2 separate regions of the Scylla paramamosain genome follow, and region 2 is linked to region 1. The links are chromatin contacts, called in public Hi-C maps. All regions are on one chromosome and are shown on one strand. The core of a region is the stretch at or near the end of the contact, and the rest is flanking DNA. Distances in the headings are between cores, read along the strand shown.

The links. Hi-C and Micro-C count contacts between places; a contact is called where the count stands out from the background.
Region 2: a Hi-C map of muscle shows a contact between it and region 1, with 4 times the contacts expected there. The contact joins two enhancer-like sites. A contact is called at or near these places in 2 of 2 Hi-C or Micro-C datasets (muscle and testis).

The regions. Positions count from the first base shown.
Region 1 is chr9:26,817,492-26,820,509 of ASM3559412v1, reverse strand. LOC135103801 reads right to left here. Exons shown (of 14, transcript XM_064010571.1): 11 at 2,373-2,722; 12 at 1,618-1,799; 13 at 1-276. Among protein-coding and RNA genes, the nearest start is that of LOC135103802, 29 kb to the right of the region's middle. Within about 2 kb of position 1,394, the one cell type or tissue checked has an H3K27ac peak away from gene starts, as active enhancers do.
Region 2 is chr9:26,951,227-26,954,244 of ASM3559412v1, reverse strand. It overlaps LOC135103803 (transcriptional repressor p66-alpha-like), which reads right to left. Exons shown (of 11, transcript XM_064010600.1): 2 at 1,155-1,395. The coding sequence starts at 1,171. Among protein-coding and RNA genes, the nearest start is that of LOC135103803, 6.5 kb to the right of the region's middle. Within about 2 kb of position 1,579, the one cell type or tissue checked has an H3K27ac peak away from gene starts, as active enhancers do.

The sequences.
Region 1 (3,018 bases), core at 145-2,644:
CATCAGGGTTTTGACTTACTGTTGGACTAGCATTGGTTTCACTCTGCATGGTGTTGGTTCTCTCCCTCCCCACCACACCACCAGGCAGGCTGAGGGTGGTGGGTCGCCTGCAGCCTTCAGCCTCATCACTCTGGGGGTTTGTTATGATAGTGGGGGTCTTGGCTGGCACCTCAGTGTCAGGTGTAGGAGTGCTGTCAGTCTTTGCACTTCTGCTGCTGCTGTGTCTGTTCCTCCCACTGGTTGATTTCTTTGGTTCCAAGTTGAGCTTCAAAACACCTGATGGTGAGAAGGGATTTTTAATTTAATACAGGAGTCCAGTTCAGTACAAAAGGGATTAATTGTAAAAGATTGTTATATATGTTTTTTACTCATCATTAATATTTTAATTACGAAGGGCTCAGATGAAAAAAAAAAAAAAAAATGGCTAAGAAAAAAAATAAATAAAAAGGGCCACTTAAGGTGTATGGTGGTAAAACACAAGCTGTCTCTATTGCAACAATTAAGAGTACGTAAAATATCACAAAAATAATTTACTGCCAAATGGAGTGTTTTGCCAGTACATCAAAGGCAGACAATGCATGGAGTAAGATACCAGTGCGTTAGGGAACTGATATTCAATCTCTGAAAGATAATAGTGTAAAGGGATTGTAACACTGTGAAAAGAGCATGGAGAGGTGGAGAGGTTTGAGACAAGCCAACAAGTGAGGCCTTTCAAGGGAACTTCAAGGGAACAAGGAATTCTGAAAGGGTTCTTACTTTGAAATTCTTTACTTTTCATTTTTGGGAGACAAATAGTGGGCATTTTTCTCCTGAATTAATTTTTTATCCTAAGTCAGCTTCCCTTGTGCATGAAAACTATAATGATTAAATAAATAAAAACCAGACTCAAGACTGAAGTGGAACATAGTAACAACAGAAGTAGTCAGTAGAATGATGCACAATATACTTCAGTCACCCTTACAGTACAGAAAACCAGCACCAGTCAAAAAAACTTGAAGTTTTAGGGTACACTATGATTATGGCAGACTAAAGTTGAAAACTTCTTAATTACAATAAAAGCAGACATTAGCAAATGAATTAGTGTGTCCAACAGATCACAGATGAAAAATATAGCAGAATGGCACCCTGGGATGATAAAAGAAAGGCAAGTTATAATATTTTTCTGTTCTATCTTCCTGTAATGAAGAGAACATTCAAGTACTGGTGGTGTTATGAAAAATTACTTTGTTACAGTTTCCAGTCATCTAAACATTACACAGCATGGCATGTAAACAGGAAGCTATAATGAAATAAAATATTTAGGCAAAGAGGTCCCTGTACTCTTGGGCACTATGAAGATGTAATAGTCACATTTATCCATCTATGTAACAGGTCAGCAATTCCACACAGGGTGGCCCAGACAAAGCAACATTCTTCCCCCTGTTGGCTCCTGCTGGAATGGACAGTGTTGTGGACCACTCTACTACACTCCACTACACATCTACAGAAAATCAAATTCTACCTTAAAGTAATCAATATTCATCACCTACCATTGTGGCTTTCAAAACAATGCAAAACTAATAATTCTGAGAGGAAGTAGCAATATTATTCAACAAAAGTCTTCCCTCAGTAACTTACTGTCGCTTCTCATGAGAGACTTGAGTGAGGTGAGGAGTTCCCTGGCACGGGAAGCAAGGAAGTCTGTGGTGAGGGGCCGTGTTCTCTCGTGCCCTGGGGAGGCGGCTGCTGCTGCTGTGGGCTCGCTATGGTAGCTTGAGGCAGCAGTCGCTACACAATGGGTGCTGGCAGCCCGGCTCACCCTACACAGGCACAGCAGGTGAGAAAAGATGAACAGCATGCACTTGTTTTTTTTTATGGTCAAAAGTTAATTTTCATTGCCTTCAATTCTTAAGGGAGATGAAGGGATCCCTTAAAATGCAGTAACCCATCAACATTAAGATTTCAGTTAATTTTCCAAATGATGGCATAAGTGAAATGGCTGTAAATTATTATGATGCACATACTTTCCTTTTTCTCTACAACTGCAAAATAAATCAAGTAAAATAAATAAATAAATACAGACAGACAAAAATACAGTAATTACCCAATCATCCAATCCTAATTTAATCTGATCACCTTACTTACCCACAACACATAGTAACAAAATACAAACCAAAATAAATATAAATTTAAACATAGATCACAGAATCAATGACAAAACAAACATGTCAACAAACAACAAACACACAAAGAATAACAAATTACAGGTATCTTTAAGACTTACACCAGAAAAAGTATAAACCTAAACACCGATCTGAGAATTAATGGCACAACAACCACATCTACAAACAAAACATTAAGAATAACAGCTCACATGTATCTTGAAGACTTACTTTTTGTGCTGATGGTTATGAGTCGGCAGTGCCCACACACTGCCTGCCTTCTTCATGGCCTCTGCATTCCTCCTGTGTGCTGGTGTGGAGTGGGAGGCAGGTGCATCCACTGGCGGTGTGCTGGGCCGACCCAACCTGTAGGGAGGGTCATCCTCGGCCTCGGCAGGGACGCTTGAGGAGGTCTTAGTGGTGGTGGTGCTGGCAGAGGAGTTGATGGAGCACGTGGGGCTGATGGTGGGACTGTGGCTAGGGTACAGGTGGCTAGCATTGTTCAGGGTGGAGTTTACAGTATGAAGGAAGTCCACAAGCTGCCTGGTGGCTGCCTCATATGTGTGGCGGCTCTGCTCAGCCTGAAGTGATGATGCAAGGAAATGAGGAGATTGCAAAAGGTCAGTTGATCCACACAAGGCAGCTGCTTTGTGTGTGTGTGTGTGTGTGTGTGTGTGTGTGTGTGTGTGTGTGTGTGTGTGTGTGTGTGTGTGTGTGTGTGTGTGTGTGTGTGTGTGTGTGTGTGTGTGTGTGTGTGTGTGTGTGTGTGTGTGTGAACCTCTGTGCTTTGTTTCTGCAACTGACACTGGTTATTTTCTCATTAAAAAGAAGACAATGACTAATTCATGTAGCAAAAATATCGTCAGTATTATATAAT
Region 2 (3,018 bases), core at 330-2,829, 130 kb before region 1:
GCATGATGATGGTTGATTTGGATAATGTGATGAAAGCAGAGTTCAGCCAGGTGCACGTGGCCTCCAGGACCTGAGGAATTCAGCACGGGACACAGAACAGAACCAGTAGTGAGCCGATCTTTATTAACCACTATCTTATGAGGGAAAACTCAAATGACAACCATGCACACAGCCAGGGAGACACCATACATATCATAAAAACACTGATAATATTACCCTATTGTCTTTCTATGGATAAATATTACCTGTATAATTTTAAAAGACTATTATGTGTCACTAAACTAAATAGAAGCAATAAAAATAAAATAAAAATAAAATAAATCAATAAACAAGGGAACGAAAAACACTGGTGGATACGACACCAAGCATCACGACACGCGAGGGGAACACAGGCCAAGAAAAAGCAAAAGCACCAACACAACAGATCTTACCCATGGCTTCCTGTGCCCCTCATGCTAACCAGAGAGAGAGAGAGAGAGAGAGAGAGAGAGAGAGAGAGAGAGAGAGAGAGAGAGAGAGAGAGAGAGAGAGAGAGAGAGAGAGAGAGAGAGAGAGAGAGAGAGAGAGAGAGTTTTTAACAGCTCCCAAAGATTTAGTGCAGCAATAAATGCACCAATAGGAGTCATCTTGAACAGCCAAAGAGACGAGCCAGGAAGAAACTGGTGCTTTTCCATTTTCTATAATAGGACCTGACACATAGTTGTAATAGACACCAATAACCAAAGCAATTGTATAGAGGCTGGTAAGTTCCTCATATTCAAGGTTCACATCAAGCAACATAATGGAGGGAGAAAATAAATAAATAAATAAATAAATAAATAAATATATAAATATATAAATATATAAATAAATAAATAAATAAACAAAAATAAATAAAAGTCTGCGGGGAAAGGAAAGACATGGGTGGTGAGTGATGCCGATGAGAAAAACGAAACTGCTGTTGATGTTATGAAATTGACTCCTAGTAGTAAGGAATACATGTAAAGGGAATACTGGGACATGAGCAGTTTTGTCCTTCTTTCGGGTTGTCCCCACAGCTGAAAGAGGTGAGGCAATGGTGTCTGTGCTCTGCCGCAGCCAAAAGACCCAGCAGATGAGGGAGTGATGGCCTGCAGCCAACCCAAGAGCCCACAACAAATGAGGGGAGGTCTTACCTGACACTGAGATCCATGATGGCCCTGAATGCTTGGTGGTCCTCACACAATTATGCACAACAGACCTTTACTTCTTGATGAACATTTTCACTTCACAACATTTCAAGTCTTTTATGTCCTCTTTATCTTTTCTCCTTTTCCTTAATCAGGTAAAGCTTTATTTTTCAACTTTAGGTTTACTTCAGCATGATCAACAATTATTTCACTTGGAAAATTTTCACTTTTTTCCTGGTTTATCTTGCTGTAAGGGAATTACACATTTCATTACAAATATGATCAAATCCTACAAACATGCAATTGTCATCATTACATTTATATTTACTTCTCTTCCAATGGGCACCATTGGGGGCTGCTGGGCATGTACAGTATTATACAAAGGCAATCAGTAACGGCACAGGCACGTGATGTGTTTACCGTGGGGGTCTGCGCAGACCTAAGCTACTACCTGCCATGCTTCCTTTCATGAAACAGTGGAACTAACAACTATTCAACTATATTACAATGGAGGGCATTAGATGATTTGGTCTATAACAAAGGTATCTGTGGAACTTGTTTTACTTATTTATTTATTTTTATTTTTTTATGCCAGAGGAACATTGGAAAAAAAAGAGAGAGAGAGAGAGAGAGAGAGAGAGAGAGAGGAGAGAGAGAGAGAGAGAGAGGAGAGAGGAGAGAGAGAGAGAGAGAGAGAGAGAGAGAGAGAGAGAGAGAGAGAGAGAGAGAGAGAGGCCTACATGAGTGCCAGTCCCTAATGCTAAGTCAAAAACAATTATCATAAACATGTGGAAAAGTACAGTGGTGTTAGATGTGTGGGTGCTACAATGCTACGGCTACTGCTTGTAAATGTGCTGCAGTGATGGAGTGTTAGGAGGCAAGACCCAACTCTGGAGTGATGCACTTCACCACCACACAAGCCACTAGTTACATGTAACCAGACAGAATAAAGCCACTAAGCAGAATCTTGAGCTTTGACAGATGAAGCTTTACTCCCTATGCCACTCCTTCCCTTACAAACTGTGATGCAATTTAACATGTTGGCTGCATGAAGACATGAAAATTGAGACATTACTATCCAAAGCTTTAGAAAATGGACAATTAGTCCTGAAGTTATAGTTAAGTAACTAAAACTAGAAATATGCAGGCTGTAAAATAAACTGAATATGAAAATAAGAAACTATCCCATCTTTCCATTTTCTGAGTTTTGAAAAGTGCATTACAGTGACAAAAGCGGGAGGGGATCCCTACCTCAGAAACTTCATTCCAAGGAAACGCTAGAGATGATGAAGCATCTCCTTTCATCGTTTCGTCTTTTTTCCTCCCACCTTCAAGCATGCCATTTTGCAAGTGTAGGACAAGCATAATATGCATATGATGCCAGGAGTATAATAAATCAATCAATACACCTGTCTGACAAGCCCCAAAATGGAGGAAAACTCAGAAGGTATCACACACACACACACACACACACACACACACACACACACACACACACACACACACACACACACACACACAGCGGAGAACTAATTCTCACCTACCATATATTACTAGTATCCCCTAAATAGGTTACCTAATAATCAGTGACTTCTAGTATAATCACCTTGTTACTCTGCTGCTCCTTGCCCTGACATTATCTTAAATGCTGTTTATCTTCCAGCTACAAGAGTCAATGAAATGATAAGTGGCCAGCTAGACAAGAGAGCCTGATGTAACACAACGTACTTACATGGTTTCTTTCACTTGTGATTGGGGTATTTAAAAGAATATTTTGATGGATCCACTAAATTTCAAAGGACAAGAACCAGATCATTCATTATACATGTCAGAAGTGTATGTAATGATGAATAATGACACCAAAAGTAGT